Linked DNA regions of Mus musculus: region 1 is linked to region 2. A link is a contact called in public Hi-C data. All regions are on one chromosome and are shown on one strand. Each heading gives the region's core, a stretch centred on a gene start, on an enhancer-like site or on the middle of the called end of the contact. The rest is flanking DNA. Distances are from core to core; before and after follow the strand shown.

Region 1 (4,827 bases), core at 1,125-3,624, about 23 Mb before region 2:
TTACAGTGCCTGGAAGTGGTGTCTCCTCTGGGGACCATAGGGCTGTCTGGTGTGTTTGAAACCAAGGTATACCAGCACCTATCAGAAGGAACCCGACCGCTGGTCAGTCAGGGCTCCTGTGTCCTTGCTCCTGCTGTCACAGGCCCATCAAGATTGTTTTGGAACATGCTACATCCACTCCAGTGAAGTCTGCATGACAGGCCTAAAAGCCTGGAAGCAGTCATGAGGCAAAGAGTTTTACGGAAACTTAGCCTCCTGGAACCTTGGCATTCCCATAGCACATACACTCAAAACCTGTCCCCGAGTTAGTCTGGTGTATGGATCCCTGTGCTTTCTTTCTGTATTGTTTTAAGTGCCTTTAAGGATTGATTTTGACATATAGATAAGCCTCTACCAGTGTTCCAATGTCCTAGAAAGTCCTTGAAGCCTACCCTGAGCTTGCAATTCAGTAAGAATGTTTCCTATTCAGTAACATTCAAATTTACCTCTAGTAGAGACAGTGAAAATAATCAGGCATTACTATTTACTAGAACAGAGCTAGAAAAGCTCAAGGCTAGTCTGCATAGTAATTACTTAAAACAATAGCCAAGTCACATCCATAAACAGGAATACACAATGGCCTAGGAAATAGGTGGGTTGCGGTATTATTCATGAAAGGGTTAGTAAAATGGAATTCCCCTGGTGCAAGTTGTTCACTAGGCCCAGAGGAATAGGATAATCAGGTATTTACTAAAGGAGCCCTGGTGGTGGGTTTAACAATAGACTAGCATTGCATCAGAGCATTCACCTGGCTCCTGTGTTTAGCTGATCTTAATTAGGGTTGTTCCTATTCTCAGTTGTAAACACTGCCTGGCTCCCGCCATCTTTTTATGTATGCATTTTCTTTGTTTTGTGTTAAGAAACAGTGTACCTTGATGAATGTATCCATCAGCTTTCTTGTTTTTCTTCTGTATTATAAGACTGGTGCTGAGCGTGGTGGCACACGCCTCTAATCCCAGCACTGGGGAGGCAGAGGCAGGTGGATTTCTGAGTTTGAGGCCAGCTTGGTCTACAAAGTGAGTTCCAGGACAGCCAGGGCTATACAAAGAAACCCTGTCTCGAAAAAAAATCAAAAAACAAAAACCAACCAAACAAAAAGACTGGTGCTTGCTTTGAGAAAATAATCCAGATACACACTCCCTTGTGTCCATATTTATTTGTTATCCATGCCAACTCCTTGCTTGCCTGTAAGTACTGGAACCTCGTTCCCTGCAGATCGATGACCCAATTGAGGTTTGTCTGCAGCAGGAACAGATGTTTTGTTCCACTCACCAGTGATCCTAAGATTGTGTGGAGAGTCCTCTGGGGACCATGGGACCGTCTGCAGAGTTTGTGCACAAGGTGACCCGGAGCTGGTGCCGACTGGAAGGGCTGCAGTGCCCTTTCTTTTTTCTTTCTTTCTTTCTTTTCTTTCTTTTTTTTTTTTTTTTTTTGGTTTTTTGAGACAGGGTTTCTCTGTGTAGCCCTGGCTGTCCTGGAACTCACTTTGTAGACCAGGCTGGCCTCAAAATCACAAGAACAACGCACCTAGAGGTGTCACTGTTCACAGAAAGTAGGGTAACCTTATATTAATCATTAATTAAGTACATGGCTTACTCACAAAACCACAGGTCAATATGATGGTAGCCATTTCTCAATTGAGATCCCCGGTTCTCAACATCTTCAGGTTTGTGTCCTTATGAATGAAACCATTTTCCACCAAACTTTAGTAATTGGTGTAACAATGCACAGTGCTGCCCTGTTTGTAAGTTCAAATTTGTATATTACTTAAAATCTTTGTATGATTAAGTACGACTTTTGTTAAGACAAAGAAAAAGATATGTTCACTATTATCTAATATTTACATACCATTTAAGTTTCAACAAAGCGATTTACTTTTGTGCTGGGCCACCTAGAGACTGGGAAAGGGAGAAGCAGAAGTGACCTGGAACAGAAAGTCACACGATGGCCAGCCACCTCCATCTTGGTGAGGTCAATGTGCAACCAAATGACAGAACAAAGAAGTAGAGAGGAACAGACATATGGGAGCAACACCTCCCTTCTGTTTTTGGATAAAAGACACACAATTTTTATTATTTACAAGTAAGCCTTAAAAAGCACCACAAGAGCCGGGCAGATTAGATGGGCGGGGGCGGGGCCTTGGAGGTTTGGGGGCGGGGACAGGCCGCGAGGGGCGTGGTCGGGGCGCACGCGGAGTCCACCCCCCCCCCCCCGCCCCCCCCCCGCTTCCCCCTATCCGGGTGATTGATGGGAAGAGGAAGCCGGGCCACGCCCATGTCGGTGAGTCGCCGCATCCGTTTATTGCCGTGGCCCCGCCCCGTCGCCCCAACCCCCGCCCCCGGCTTCCCGTTTTCGGCTCTAAGCGGCCTGGGCGCCCTCGACTCGGACCGGCTCGGACCGAACCAGCTGTCAATCACTGCAGCGTCCGCGGCCCCGCCGGCGACATGGCATGGGCACTCGCGGTCATCCTCCTGCCTCGGCTCCTTGCGGCGGCAGCGGCGGCGGCGGCGGTGACGTCACGGGGTGAGGAGTGAGCGGGGGCGGGGCTGCCTGTCAATCGCCGCGGTGGGCGGGGCCCGAGCAAGAGCTACCAAGTTGCTTTTCGTCCCATCATTGCTTTTCGTCCCATCATGAATATGCAAATAAGGCCTCTGGCCCTCCTAAGGGCGATCGGATAGCGCTTCGTTTGCATATTCATTTTGATCTTTGCGTATGCATGAGCCCCGCCCTCCCCCCCTACGCTCGGCGCTTTCTCCTCAGTAATATGCAAATGAGACCTAAACCCCGCCTTGACCTCATTAGCATAGTGCTGCCGCCACAATCTCGCTCCTCCTCCTGAATATGCAAATAAGGCCTCTGGGCCGCTCCTTCTTTGCATATTCATATACAGCTTTCCCGCTTATATGCAAATAACGCTTCGCCCCTACCGAGTTCTCACTCATCGCTTCTCATTTGCATATCCATCGGGAGATACACATATTCATGAGCGATGTATTTCTGTCTTCCATCCCCTCATGAATATAGAATTGATGCCCTGTCCATATGGATCACTATGCATTTGCATATTTTCCCCACGATTTACATATGCACAAGCCTCAACGTCTTGCTCCAACGTCCCTGATCATGAATATGCAGATGAGACCTCAGATCTCCGAAATTGAATCTGCCCGCTCCTCATCATATACTGCTATTCTCATATGCACCAGCCACAAAGTCTTCCATCCTTTTCCCCTCATGAATATGCAAAGAATGCTTCCCCAGTCCATCTCCACTCTGGTTCACTGCCTGCTCATTTGTGTATCCATTGGTCGCTTTGCATAGTGGTGAGCCCCGCTTCCCTACCGCTTTCTTTGCGATCATGTATATTCAAATGAGGCTCCGACTTGCTAGCTGCTCATTTGCATATTCGAGAAGCGCTTTCCATATTCATGAGCCCCCAATCCTTTTCCTTTTCTCTGTTTGTGAATATGCAAATGAGGTGTCGCCCACCGCTACAGTTCTTGGGCCTCTCGTTTACATATTCATTCCCTATATTTGCGTACGAGCCAGAATGTCTTCCTCTGTCTTCCCCTGCCTAGTGCATATGCAAATGAGGCCCGGCCTGCTCCCAGCGCCCTAGCCAAGGGTCTGAGTCAGGGAAATGGCTGCGATGGCTCTTCTGGAACGCGCTGACGTCACGGGCTGCTCCCCTGATCCCCGCCCTGCCCCCGCAGGTGATGTCACAGTCGTCTGCCATGACCTGGAGACGGTGGAGGTCACGTGGGGCTCGGGCCCCGACCACCACGGCGCCAACTTGAGCCTGGAGTTCCGGTGAGTGAAGGGGGGCGGGGCAGAACTTCTGGTCTGTGACTTCCTGTCGGAATCATTGAATGATATATGGGAGGGGGCGGGATTTCCTCTCATTCCTCTTCACTCACTTGCTGTTCATTCTTTTAAACGCCTGAAAGAGTGGGCGGGACTTCCTGTCTAATTAATGATTGACAAATGATTAGGGACGGTACTTCCTTTCAGACTCTGATGAATGACAGGAAGGAGCGGTACTTCCTTTCTGCCCATCACTTTCTGTTTGAGGTGTTGAAATTCAGATGCTCGTGGGCGGGACTTCTGGTCCATCACTTCCCATCCAGCTGATCCTTCCCCCTTAATCCCCGACTCTGCAGTTATGGCACTGGCGCCCTGCAACCCTGCCCGCGATATTTCCTGTCCGGCGCTGGTGTCACTTCCGGGTGCATCCTCCCCGCGGCGAGGGCGGGGCTGCTGGAGCTGGCACTGCGCGACGGAGGCGGGGCCATGGTGTTTAAGGCTAGGCAGCGCGCGTCCGCCTGGCGTGAGTGGTGTGGGCGTGACATGGAGGGAGGGGGCGGGGCCTTGGGCGGAAGTACGCAGGAAGTTGCCTGATGATGTCTCTTCAACTCCCACTGAGTGGGGCAAACAGGAACTGGGCGGCGCTTAGACGGGAAGTTGGTCTTTGATACCGGAATTGGGCTCCAGGGGTTAGGCAGTGCTCTGATGATGTCACAGCTGCGCCTTTGGACTCCGGTGGGCGGAGCATAGACAGAAAGTGGTTCTTAGGAATGGGAAGTAGGCGTGTCCTGCTCTCTGAAGTGCGCCCCTTCCCTCATCCCGATGGGCATGGCCTTCATGAAACAGGCGGGGGTGGGACAGAAAGTGATGTCACCGCCACAACACCCAGACTCTCGGTGGGTGTGGATTAAGCCAAATGAGGTCACAGCAGCTCCTCCCACCCCCACCTTCCCCACCGCAGTGAAGCCCCGCCCACCTTGGAAT
Region 2 (4,594 bases), core at 1,267-3,766:
TACATTTTGCTCTTCTCAACGTATTTTTCAATATAATAAAATTTCCCCTAATCCAGCTACAATTTCTGCCCCATAAGGTTGCTGGCATTTTTTTCTTTGTGTTTTCTCTCTTTAACACGCTTTTATTTTTATGTACTACCTGTGAGATAAAGTTTGGCATTTTATCATTTATGGTTTCCTAGGGTCATTTTTTTTTTAAATTTATTGGATATTTTCTTTATTTACATTTCAAATGTTATAACCCCTTTCCTCGTTTCCCCTCCGAAAACCCTCTAGGGTCATTTTGAATGAACAAGTATCTGCAGATGATCCAAATTTAGGACATAGTGTGCCATTTTGCCTGTAACACTATCAGGGAAATCTGGAAGTCATTTATGCGCAAGGCAAGGGTAACCACACACGCAGTTATTGTTGCCTTCACAGAATCAGAGATTATGCTCTGTGTGTGGCCGTTGCTATAAGCTAGGCAGGTAAAGTGCTCCACCAGGCTGGTTTTCATGATGTGCAGGGGTGGGGTTGAGGGGTGGAGTGAGAGTTTCAGGTCCCAGCACACTTTCCCCTTTATGCCTTTCTGGGCTGTGAACTTGATGAGGGTCTTAGAAATCAGATGCGTTCGGCCTGGTGGGCTCTGCTCTCCTCTCCTCATTCCCTGTGGGATGTTAGCATTTTGACGACAAAAAGCCCCACTGGCTGTCCTGTTTGATCATCCTCAGTATTTCTTCTGATGATACCTTTCTGGAAGTTCCACTTGGACTTTCTCGAGCTTCATCCTCTGTGGGGAGCGGGGCAGAATATTTTCAACTATTCCAGGTTGGGCAGCATCAGCACAATTCGAAGGAAGGTGGAAGGCGATCAACTTGCAAGTCATCCTGGATGCCATCACCTACCTGAGAGGTCACACCCTGTGTATTAGGGCTGGTCTCTCTGTGTCTTGAGCAGCTGAGAGACTCAAACCCTCATTGCCAACTTTGTTTATTCTCCTGGACAGCAACAGCTTCCTGATGCTTGTTGGTTCCAAAGGCACCAAAGCAAAAACCCCCATGTTTACTCTGAACGTTTTGATGTGATTCTCTAGAGTCGATTCACTCTCAACTGCTTTTTCAGCAAACAGCGTCTGCATGTTGAGCAACTCAAGCATCTTGCCCTTTCATTTTGGTCACAGGTCTTGTTCAAAATTCCCACAAAGTGTCGTGTTGCAACCGAGGACAACCGTCTCAAAATGATTTTCAACGCAGGAGAAAGTCTCCGTTTCAGCCGCCAGGGTCGGCTGACTCCTCTTGGAGATTTATCGAGTCGTAGCTGTTGTACAGTTTGCCTGGACTCTGTAGCTTCCCATTGGAGAATATGATAAATAAGTAAGTTTGCAGCACCTCTGCTGCCCTCTGGCGGATCTGACTGGCGAGCCGGGCAAGCGTCGCTGCAATCATGAGCACATTCAGCTCATATGGAGCCCCATCATTCTAAAATAATCTACACTAAAAAGAGATTTATTCACTTTATAGGTATGATTGTTTTGTCTGCTTGCCTGCGAGGACATCACGTGCGTGCTTTTTGCTAGCTGAGGCCGGAATAGGTGTCAGATCCCCTGGAACTGGAGCTACAAACGGTTGAGTTGCTTTGTGGGTGCTGGGAATCGAACTTTGCTCCTTTAAAAGTGCAGCAAGCGCTCTTGACCACTGAGCCATCGCTCCATCCCTGCAGACTCTCTCTCTTTTCTTTCCTTCCTTCTGTATGTATGTATGTATGTATGTATGTATGTATTTATGGCATTCTGTCTCCTAAGGAAATAGAGCAGCTACAGGCTGCGACCTAGAGTCACGTGGACAGGACAAAATACACATCGGTGTATTTTCCTTGTTTTCCAATTGGGGTCATTACCTTAATTTTCGCATAAGACAGAAGCAGTCACTTTCTCTTAAAAACATTATGTTCGTTCTACTGATATGCATATATAATTTATGCCTTTGCTTCATAAATAATTTTTAAATACTTGAAAAAAGAATAGCATTACTATTTTCAGAGATACTGTATAGATGGGCGGGTTGCAGCTGACGAATCTGCGTAGTGTACTCTGCTCAAAACGCCAGCAATTTCTACCTGTAATCCTTTTTAAGTATTACCTATTAATCCGTAGTAGAACTGCTGGGATGTATTATACATTTATCTCAAGGAGCACAGGTGGTGCTCAACACCTGCTTTCTAAATACGAGCAGTCATAGACGCAACAAACTGTCTGAAGAAAGTAGAACAGGAGAGTCCACACAAAGCCCGGACAAGTCGACCGGCGAGGGGAGTGGCGAAGGGTGAGAGGCGTGGCGACCGGCGAGGGGAGTGGCGAAGGGTGAGAGGCGTGGCGACTGGTGAAAGGCGTGGCGACGGGTGAGAGGCGGGGCGATGAGTGGGAGGTTGAGACGCGGGCGGAAGAGCAAGGCGCGCTGGGCAGGAGGGCGGGGCGAACTGAGAAAGGCGGGTTGATAGGTGAGTAACAGGCGAATGGGCGGGAACAAGAGCCGGAGTCTTTAAAAAACGCCAATTAACGGCCGGCTAAGCTAGGCTTGTGCGCAGGCGTGGCTCGTTTGACTTTTATTCATTTATTTTTCTTGGTGGCTGCTGTTTATTTACGGCTGAGTGTTAAGTGCGGGTCGCGCAGCTCTGGGGACGCCTCCGTCCGCAATCTTACTCTAACCCTCCTGGAACCCTGGCCGGCTTGGGTTTCCCTCTCAGGCCTCCGTTTGACCTAGTGGGCCGGAACCATGGCCTCGTTCCATCTGGTAAGTGCGGGTCTGGATCGGGCCTGCGCGATGCGTCGCTCGCCCTGTGCTGGACCGGGTGCATATCCGGCTTGTCGGGGTGGGGTGGGGTGAGGCTTGTGAGGGGTGCGGAGGCTTGTGAGGGGTGCGGAGGGATCGGGTAGCGGGTGCCTAGTCCCGCCTGTCTGGGTGGGGTGGGGCTTGTCTGGGGTGGCTTAAAAGCTGCACAGGTAACAAATCAGGTGTGCTGGTGTACTGGTAGTGGAAGTAACTGGACTGTTACTGGTTCACGTCGTAAGCTCATCCATCCGTGCCTGCTCCCCCCCCCCCCCCCCGGAAGAGATTCCTTCATTTCTACATTTCAGCCTTTTCCCGTTTTTCAGTCTTCCAAATACTCATGACTATTGTACAAGCCAGTCTTGATGGTCTGGAAAACCTCGAGTATTAATTTCGAAATACTATTTTATGTGAAGAGTCTAATATTTATGGGACACCTGTTAATGATAAAGCTTTATACAAGGCAATCATATTTTAAAAGGTGCCAGCTTTGAATGTTTGATGTGGGCCACGACTTGCCACTTTATGTCTCTTGACACACTTGATATTCATTCCAAGTTTTGTATGATTACTATGCCCTATTTCCTCCCTAACTCAGCAGTTCAATTTATCTTTGAAAGAAAACCTTCGTTGATGGTTTCTATCATGTAGTTGTGTGTGTGTTTATGCATGCTTAACATGTATGAAAAGACAGTTTAGTCGAGCATCGAACTTTTTATACAGAAGAATAACAAGAACCAAGGCGAGATACATCCACCGAGTTACAGTGACACAAAACATAAGGAATGTATACATCAAAAGAAGGCAGGGACCAGGCCACTGCCACTAAGAAGGGAGCCTGGTGTAATGCTAGTCTATTTATTGTTAAGCCCACCACTAGGGGTTCTTAGTAAATGCCTGATTATGTTGTTTCTTTTGGACCTAGTGAAGAAACCTGTCTCGGGGATTCCCTAACTCTTTCATGGTAAACCCACCTATTCCCTAGGCCAGTGTGAATTAGAAGTAAATTTGAATGTTACTGAATAGATAACCTTCTTACTGAATTCCAAGTTTGTCGGCTTCAAGGATTTTTTGGGATGTCGGAACACTGGCGAAGGCTTAGTTATGTCAGAATTCAATCTTTAAAGGCACTTATAATAAAATAATACTAAAAGAGAACACATGGATCCATACACCAGACTAACGTGGGGATAGGGTATGAGTATATGGGTTATGAGAATGCCAAGATACCAGGAGGTTGGGATTCCTTGAAACTCTTTGCCTTGTGAGTGCTTCCAGGCCTCTCGGAGTGTGTGTAGCACCTCCTGATTCATTCTATCCTCTACTCTTAGACAAGAGTCCCTGAGCTCTGTCTGATATTTGACTGTGATCTCTGAGTTTGTTTCCATCTGTTGCTGGATGAAGCTTCTCAGGAGACAGTTATAGTAGGTTCTATTGGCAAGCATAGCAGAGTATTAATAATAGTGTCAGAGATTGGCTCTCTTGAATGGGGTGGATCTCAAGTTGGGCCAGTCATTGGTAAGCTGTTTCCTCAATTTCTGCTCCATCGCTCTATCTTTATCTCTGTACATCTTGTGTATGTAGGCAGGGCTAATTTCAGGTTTTGTGAATGGGTTGGTATCCTTATCATTCCACTAGGGGTCCTGTCTGATAGGATGTGGCCACTTCAGTTTCCATATACCCTACTGCTAGGAGTTTCAGCTAGGGTCACCCCCATAGACTCCAGGGAGTGTTGTGTGCCCCACCCCACCCCAGTTCTCTAGCTAGCCCCAGAGATGCCCCCCACC

What was found. Hi-C and Micro-C count contacts between places; a contact is called where the count stands out from the background.
Region 1: a Hi-C map of muscle stem cells shows a contact between it and region 2, with 9 times the contacts expected there. The contact joins the promoter of Crlf2 here to the promoter of Cenpc1 in region 2. A contact is called at or near these places in 3 of 484 Hi-C or Micro-C datasets (CD4 T cells, muscle stem cells and uterus).

What each region holds. Positions count from the first base shown.
Region 1 is chr5:109,556,540-109,561,366 of GRCm38.p6, reverse strand. Crlf2 (cytokine receptor-like factor 2) reads left to right here and starts at 2,374. Exons shown (of 8, transcript NM_016715.4): 1 at 2,374-2,562; 2 at 3,753-3,849; 3 at 4,200-4,366; 4 at 4,805-4,827. The coding sequence starts at 2,484.
Region 2 is chr5:86,063,505-86,068,098 of GRCm38.p6, reverse strand. Cenpc1 (centromere protein C1) reads left to right here and starts at 2,516. Exons shown (of 19, transcript NM_007683.4): 1 at 2,516-2,771. The coding sequence starts at 2,754.